Linked DNA regions of Pan troglodytes: region 1 is linked to region 2. A link is a contact called in public Hi-C data. All regions are on one chromosome and are shown on one strand. The core of a region is the stretch at or near the end of the contact, and the rest is flanking DNA. Distances in the headings are between cores, read along the strand shown.

What was found. Hi-C and Micro-C count contacts between places; a contact is called where the count stands out from the background.
Region 1: a contact with region 2 is called in a Hi-C map of stem cell-derived neural progenitor cells, with 2.5 times the contacts expected there. The contact joins the promoter of CEP152 here to the promoter of FBN1 in region 2. A contact is called at or near these places in 1 of 7 Hi-C or Micro-C datasets (stem cell-derived neural progenitor cells) and 1 of 1 datasets of contacts at active chromatin or transcription factors (stem cell-derived excitatory neurons).

Annotation. Positions count from the first base shown.
Region 1 is chr16:40,796,629-40,800,329 of NHGRI_mPanTro3-v2.0_pri, forward strand. It overlaps CEP152 (centrosomal protein 152), which reads right to left and starts at 2,082. Exons shown (of 27, transcript XM_523070.7): 1 at 1,673-2,082.
Region 2 is chr16:40,630,082-40,633,661 of NHGRI_mPanTro3-v2.0_pri, forward strand. It overlaps FBN1 (fibrillin 1), which reads right to left and starts at 1,922. Exons shown (of 66, transcript XM_001149266.6): 1 at 1,789-1,922; 2 at 820-1,164. The coding sequence starts at 983.

The DNA of each region.
Region 1 (3,701 bases), core at 832-3,331, 170 kb after region 2:
TGAATACCCACTGTGTTCCAGATCATATCCTAGATGCACCTAAGACATGGTACCAGCCATGAGGAGCTCACTGTCTCTGCTCACCCTCTCTTAGAGCCACTGATATAAACAGTTACAATAACATATTGTAATAAATTCCGTAGTAGATGAAAGTACAAAGCACAAACTAACTTTTCCTAAGAAGAAAGGATAGTTTAGAGAAGTTTTACAGAAAAAAAAGAGCTTTTAGATTAGAAATAAATCTTAAAGGACACAATATGGCTATAAGTGGCTCTAAGAATGAGGGCACTCATTCAGACAACCTGGGCTCAATTCTGGCTCTTCTATTTATCAGCAGTGCAATCTTGAGCAAACTGTTTCTGCTTCTACGTTAAAGAAATGGGGGTAAAAATAACACTTCAAAGATTGATTCTGAGGATTCACAAGATACTACATGTAAAGTAATTAGCACTATGTGCCAATCAATACATTGTAGTTTTATTACTATTATGACATTATTACTGACGAATAGGAGTCTGCCAGCTACCGAAGAGGTTTAGGGAATAAAGAGGATTCCGCATATCTGAGAAAAGGTGAATGTGCAGCCTATGAGAAATGTCACTTCTAATAATGCAACCTCCTATGGAACAAAAATGCCACCCTCCTTCAAGATGCCCTCCCAAGCCTGTTCCCCCATGGAGCTGGCCACTCCTTTGCACTTTCAGACTGTATTTCTTATGCTTTTCTTATGGCTTCAACTTCAGCTTCTCTTTAGTTGAGTGCATTCACCTGTCTAGGGAGTGCATGTTCATTGTCACGCACTATGAAGGTATAAGGTGATAATAGGCTTAAATCAGACTCGAGTTCATGACTACGATATAGGAAGGGTTATAAACCCCCACAAAAGGGGTTTCTAAGAATTGCACTGGGAGTTGGGAAATTCTACTTACTTGCTGACATAACTCGCCTTCTAGAATGGAAACAGCCAGAGCACATAGCCCGGTTTAGACTTGCAACACCTGGTGGAGGCACCTTATTCATTCATTCGACAATTTACCAAGCACTGTTCAAGATTACAAAGTTTAACAGGACACGATGGAGGGAAAGAAAATAGACATATAAACAAATGATCGCAACATCTTGTGATCAGTGCTAATAACAGCACTTTGGACAAATTGATTCAAGTTGCCCAGAGAGCGGAGCGAGTAATGCTAACACACAATAAGCATCCACAGGCTGACCGAATGACCTTGAGGAACTGTTTGGCGTCAGCTACGGCACTACAAACATGACCAAAGCCGCACGGGGCCCAGGATGCCCGGGGCTGCTGGCTTCGGGTGCCAGCGTCACTTGTACTCGGTCAACACACGTGCACAGAGCACCTACTGTGAGCCAGGCGTGACGCCAGGGTGACCAAGGCGGGGTCCGCAGAGTAGGGTCTCAGGGCGACCCCAGCAGCCTGGAAACGAGGCGGGCTTCCCATATGTCACTTCTAAGTAGGATATTGGAGGAATGAAGAGGTCTAAATGACACGTTAAAGGTAAAAGCTGAGCCCGCAACATACGGGCAGTCCACCACCGCGGGATTTGGGGAGGGGGCAGGTCAGCACCCCCAGGAACCCTCAGCCAGCATCCCGAGGACCCCGCAACTCCTCTAACCCCAGGTCCAAGCCCACCCGTGGATCAGAACTTACCGGAGGCCACGGAGGCTGTTACCGCTAGGAAACTCTAGTCCTGGCGGAAGACCAACTTCTAGCCCATCCCCTTACCCTGGCTCTAGTCCACTAGCTCCTTCCTAGTCACAACCGAACTCACGGGGCGGAGGCCCTTAAGGAGCACTCGCCTCCTTCAATCGCCGACTAGAAGCTCGCCCGGTGGGCGGAGCCGTGCCGGCTCGGGGCAGAGCGAGGAGGCAGAAGTCTCCGCCTTCCTCAAGCTTGGTTGAGAAGTCCGCCTGCAGTTGCAAAGTACGGCTGTTTGAAAGCGGGCGCCAGAGGTGGCGGGAAGCTCCCCCTGTGCGCCCATTGGTGGATTCGAGAGCCAATTACGAGGAAGTTACCCCGGAGTGGGCGGGCTGATCGGTTGCCTAGAGACGCCGAGGCGCTTCACCCGCTACCTTCGGCCAGGGTGCAGCAGTCTTACGGGGACCCCTTGCCCGTTTGGTACCGGAGACTGCAAAGGTGACTCGTGCCTCCTGCGCTTCAGCACACAGAATCCCGCAGATTCCCCACCGAACTCTTGCCTTAGAGGTTTTTTACATTTGCCCTTGTTTTCTAAGGCGCCTGCTTCCCCATTATTTAACAGCCTTAGATATTTTGCTTTGTCTTCTACCTTACTAGGTGCCGCTTTGTTTACATTTTTGATTCTTTAATTACTGATAAGATGGCACATTTTTCCACGTGTCTATTTACTACTCTAATTTCCTCGGGTGTGAGTGTTCTTGTCACTTAGGTGTATATTATTAACCTGCCCCTAAAGACAGCGCCACCCAGTCCTCAGTAAAGCCCAGTACTGTGTCTATCTTCTCTGGCTGAAAGGGTTCCAGTGAATAATCAAGGAATTGGTGGCGGCAGGTTCACATATCCTTTCAACCCTTTCCCATGTGTACTGGCACGGAGTAAAATGGTTGTTCGAGGCTCTTCATAATGTGGCTGGTTTTCCTTTGCTACTTCACCGTCCGCCCCCATGATGCCTACACTGACCCCTGTAACCCCATAAACTGGTATAGGGTTTGGCAAACAACAGGTAATTTAACCCACTGTAATAGAATGAATGAAATCACAGGCTGAGCTAACAATGGTTCCCAGAGCGCTTTTTTTCTTTCACCTGCTGTGAAAGCTGTTTCTTTCACCTGCATCGCCTCTACCTTACTTCTCCTGCTACTTAGTTTTGAAGACAGACTAGCACCTCCTTTGAAGCCTTTCATGACACACACTCCCTCACTTTGCAAAAATGATCTTTCCTACCTCTGTACACAGTGTATCCTATATATCCTATTATAGTTCTTATATCTACTGTAAGTTTTTGTGTGTCTGTTACACTCAGTACAATGTGAATATCTTGAAGTACTCACTTTACTTCTTGGGTGTCTAACATAACCCTGGTAGGCACTCAAAACAATTATGTTAAATGAGTAAATGAATAAATGAACAAATAGATGAAGATTTTGGCAGGGGGGCGGGCAGAAAAAGCAAATAAAAGGCCTTCAAGTAAATGGCATTTGTTGAATCTGAGCCAAGGCATCTTAGTGAGAATTAAATGCACTTTTCACTTTTCACATCCCACTGAAGTCGATTGGCAAACTGTATGTTGCATTCTGTGCTGAGGGTTATGATGGAGTGCTGCAGCAAGAATGCCATGTGATCCCCATGCACAAACAACTGCTTCTTAGAAGGATGAAAGCATAAAACGTGTCAGGGGAAGCACATGAGGAGGCAGTGTTTATAATCCATTACACAGTGCTTTACAGATTGGTAAATTCTTTCACAAGCATCATCTCATTTGGTTCTCACTACAACACTGTGGGGGGTTAGGACAGGTATTCCTACCCATTTTCCAGTTGAAGAAACTTACATAAAAATAAATTAAATGACTTGTCCAAGGCTACACAGCTAATACAAGGCAGACAGAATCTGAAACCAGGTCCTTTATCTCCAAACCCAGAGCTCATCACTACATACAAAATATTTTAGTGAGACTAGCATATATGTGACAAAGAGGGAA
Region 2 (3,580 bases), core at 672-3,171:
ACTGCAGACAAATTTCTCTTAAAGGAAATGTATTCCCACTGTCCTTCAATACAGGAAAGTGACAACCCTTAGTCAAGTCTAATTAAAATTTTTCCGGCTGAAACATCTGTAACAGCGGCATGGGAAGCCAGTGAAATGGTCAATTGCATGTACACAACACAAACACCACTAGTTAAAAATACTCCCTCAAGGCCGGCCACAGCAGCCTTACTGCTGCAGTGAAACGGAGAGCCCCACACAACTCAAAAAACCAGTTCTCAGAACCACTTGCCCTGTTCTGCTTCCAATGTAGACATCTAAAGGAAGCATTGCCCAGAAAACCCAATCCGTAATTTTAATAAGCATAATTTACGGAAGAGTCAACTACTGTGTGATTTCTCCTCTGACTGTCATGGGAATCCCTTCCTTTCCTTGCCCCCTTTCAAATACAGCATCTACCAAGATGACCCCAAGGAAAGTACTTTCCTCTAGAAACAACCAGAATTGATATTGCAGGGAAAGGAATGGGCTTCTCCTCTTATCCCACTCGCAACTCCTCCCCTTCTTCCCCAAGGAACTCTTCTCGCCTCCCAAAATCTGCCTCAACAATGGCCCAAGATTCCATTTAACCATGTCCTCTCCTTTGGGGCAGAAATCTCTGGGAGTAGGGGCAAGGTAGTTTAACCACGAACGGGGTGGGGACTAAACAACCCTAGCACCTCTAAGGTGCCCCCAGGAGGTCTTGCCAAGGAGTCTTCCACAGGGAGAGTCATCCTGCCCGTTGTTCTGGATCTTGAAACTTGGGAGACCCACACCAAAGGAGGGAACCGGTTCCTTTACCCTTTAAGCGCGTCGTGTCCTCCACCGCCTCTTCTCTTGGCCCGACTGGCTCTGGTTTCCTTCACGTTCCCAGCCTCCAAATTGGCGTCCGCCCCATGGCTCGTGTAGGACGCTAAAAGCACGGTAAATCCCAGGACGATCTCCAGCAGACGCCCTCGACGCATGATGCCGAGCCGCCACCGGCTCCCGCCGCCTCTTGCCGCGCCCGGGGCTCGGTCTGCGGCCGCCGCTGCGCCCTGAAGCGCACCGCGCCGCCGGGGTCCCGCTATCCCGCCGCCCGTCCCCCGGGCCGGGCTCCTCCCGCCTTCTCCAGGCGCTGCTCCCACTTCAGGCGGCCCCTGCCAGCTGCAACACAGAGACAAATCCCCGAGGCGGGGAGACTTTCAGGGCATCGGGATGCTGAAGCCTCGCGGTCCCCATTCCCAAGCCCAACCCGTGCGCCGCCTGCGCGTGGCGCAGTTAATTTGGGTAAGGGAAGACCGTTTGGTCCACGGCTGGCTGGAAAGCCCAGGCCCCCGGCGGCAGCAGCCCCGGCCGATCCCTCGGCCTCCCGGGCCCCGCCAGAAGAGCGCGGCGCAAAGTACCCATATCCCCAGCGGTCCTAAGCCCCGGGCGAGCTCTCTGGGTTTATTTTTTTTAGCGGCACGAATTGCGCGCGATGCGCGCTCTGAACGTCCCACTCCTCAGCCTGCCCTCTCCGCCAGGCTGGAAGCCAGCCGCGCCGTCCCCGCCGACTCCGGGCGCTGCCACCGCCCCCCGAACATCTGACGCGGAGCCCGGCACCAAGAGCCCCGGGCCAGGAAGCTGTCAGGCAGGGGAGGGCCAGCGCCAGCTGTGGACGTTCCGGGACAGCCCCTCACCCCAGTCCCTGTCCCTGCCCTCGGCGCGGCGCAAACGCAAAAGCCTCCGTGGCCGCAGCTCCAGCCCCGGTGGCCGCCCGACCCCCGTCGGGACCCCGGCTGCACCCACTGGAGAAGCGGCGGCTCCGACTCCCGAGGAGGCGGCGGCGGCTGCTCCCAGTCGTGGCCGCTACAGCCACTGCTCGGCTCCGCTCGCAGCTGTCCCAGCTGTGGCCGCCTGTCCGCTTGTGGCACCCACAGTCTCTGCCGCGGCTCCCGCAGCCCCCTCCTTTCCCCACCTCTTCAAGTATCGTCCGCGCAGCGGTTTCTCGCGAGAGAAATACTTTTTTAAAAAAAAGAAAGAAAAAGAAAATGACACCCCCTCCTTCATCGCCCTCATCACCACCCCACCCCCCGGCCCCATCCATCCTCCCTTTCCACTCCCCTTTGCCAGCCTCCGCCTCGGTGCGGGGCCTCTGGCTCGCAGGATTAGCGCAGTGGGAGGAGGCAGAGGTGATCAGGTCCTGCCCGGCCTGGGACTTTTTGTCTTGAGGTGGGGAGGAGAGAAATGGGAAGAGGTGGAGTAGCGGTTTTAGCCCGCTCTGCGGCTGCGAGGTTTAGATCCGAGATTAACCTCTCCCGCGATAGGTGAAGCCCTACCGGAGCAGAAAGCTGTTCCACCTGCACCAAGAATGCGCGCTGGAGACGGTTGCCCCGGAGGCCCTGGCCCGAGAGAAGACCAGTCCCCGCTGCCCGCGCCTCCCGGTAGCGCGCTCCCTGCGCCTCTCCCGCTGGACACTCAGCAGACGCCGGAGGCCAGGAGGCTAAGACTGGGCGCGTCGCAGGCCGGGACCGCGGCAGAGGCTGCTGTGCCGACCGAGGAGAGGGCTCTGCCGCCCCCACTTGCCCTGGGTGTCGAGAGCCCACTCCAGACGCGGCTCTTCTGAGGCTCAATTCAAGCCACCCAGGCCTGAATCCAGGATGCTCTCTCTAAGTCGGTGTCCAACCCAGGGGCCTGTAAATGTTGGAACCTAGGATTTAGGATGGGAGCGGTGAAGGGATGGTCCTCTTGCCCAGCCCAGATTAAGACTGGGGTTCATCTGGAGGACTCTACTTACACCCTCCCGGTCCCCTCGCCCTCCCCCACACACAGCTGCCTCTCCCCAGGATATGCGCGGCACAGTTAATTTAGTGGCTTTGAAAGGTATAGTATTTGTGGCATCCTTATATGGATAATGCCCAATGATGCCTGCACCCTGTAACAGTTTAGGAAGGCCGGAAGTCGCACACTGGGTCCTGGCTGCTGTAACTGGAGACCCCCAGAAAATCCCCTGCAAGCAGCCACCAGCCTGCTGTCAAGCCAATAATAAAAGCTCAGCACAAACAGGTACCCTGGGAATGTATCCTGTTGAAAGGGATTTTCCTTATTTGTAACCGTTTGTAAAGGGGCCCAGACAGTAGGGTAGAGAGACCTGGGCAAGTTATTCAACTTCTTTCCAAATATAAGATGGGACTTGTAGTGTCCACCACACAGGGTTGTAATGGTGATGATGGACATGCTGAACTGCTGTGATACATGAAGATGAAACAGTAAAACTGTGGGAACTATGAGCTGATCTAAAGCCATAGTCCTGTAAGTATGTATGTGGTGTACTTTAAGGTCTCACCTGCAAAAGGTCTCTTAGCAGATTCATGAATGAGAGCCTTGGTCACACACTCCTGGCTGAGTAAAGGAGATCATTCATTCAAGATGTTTTTACTGAGCACGAACTGTGTACTACTTAGTGCATTGTTGAACTAGACTTCAACAATTTTAACAAGGCAGGTTCAACAATTTGAACACGGCTGACTTCAACAATTTAGTGAAAAGGGCAGAAATGTGTCTCCCCTCACACAGCAGGTAGTCAACAAGGAAAGGCAGA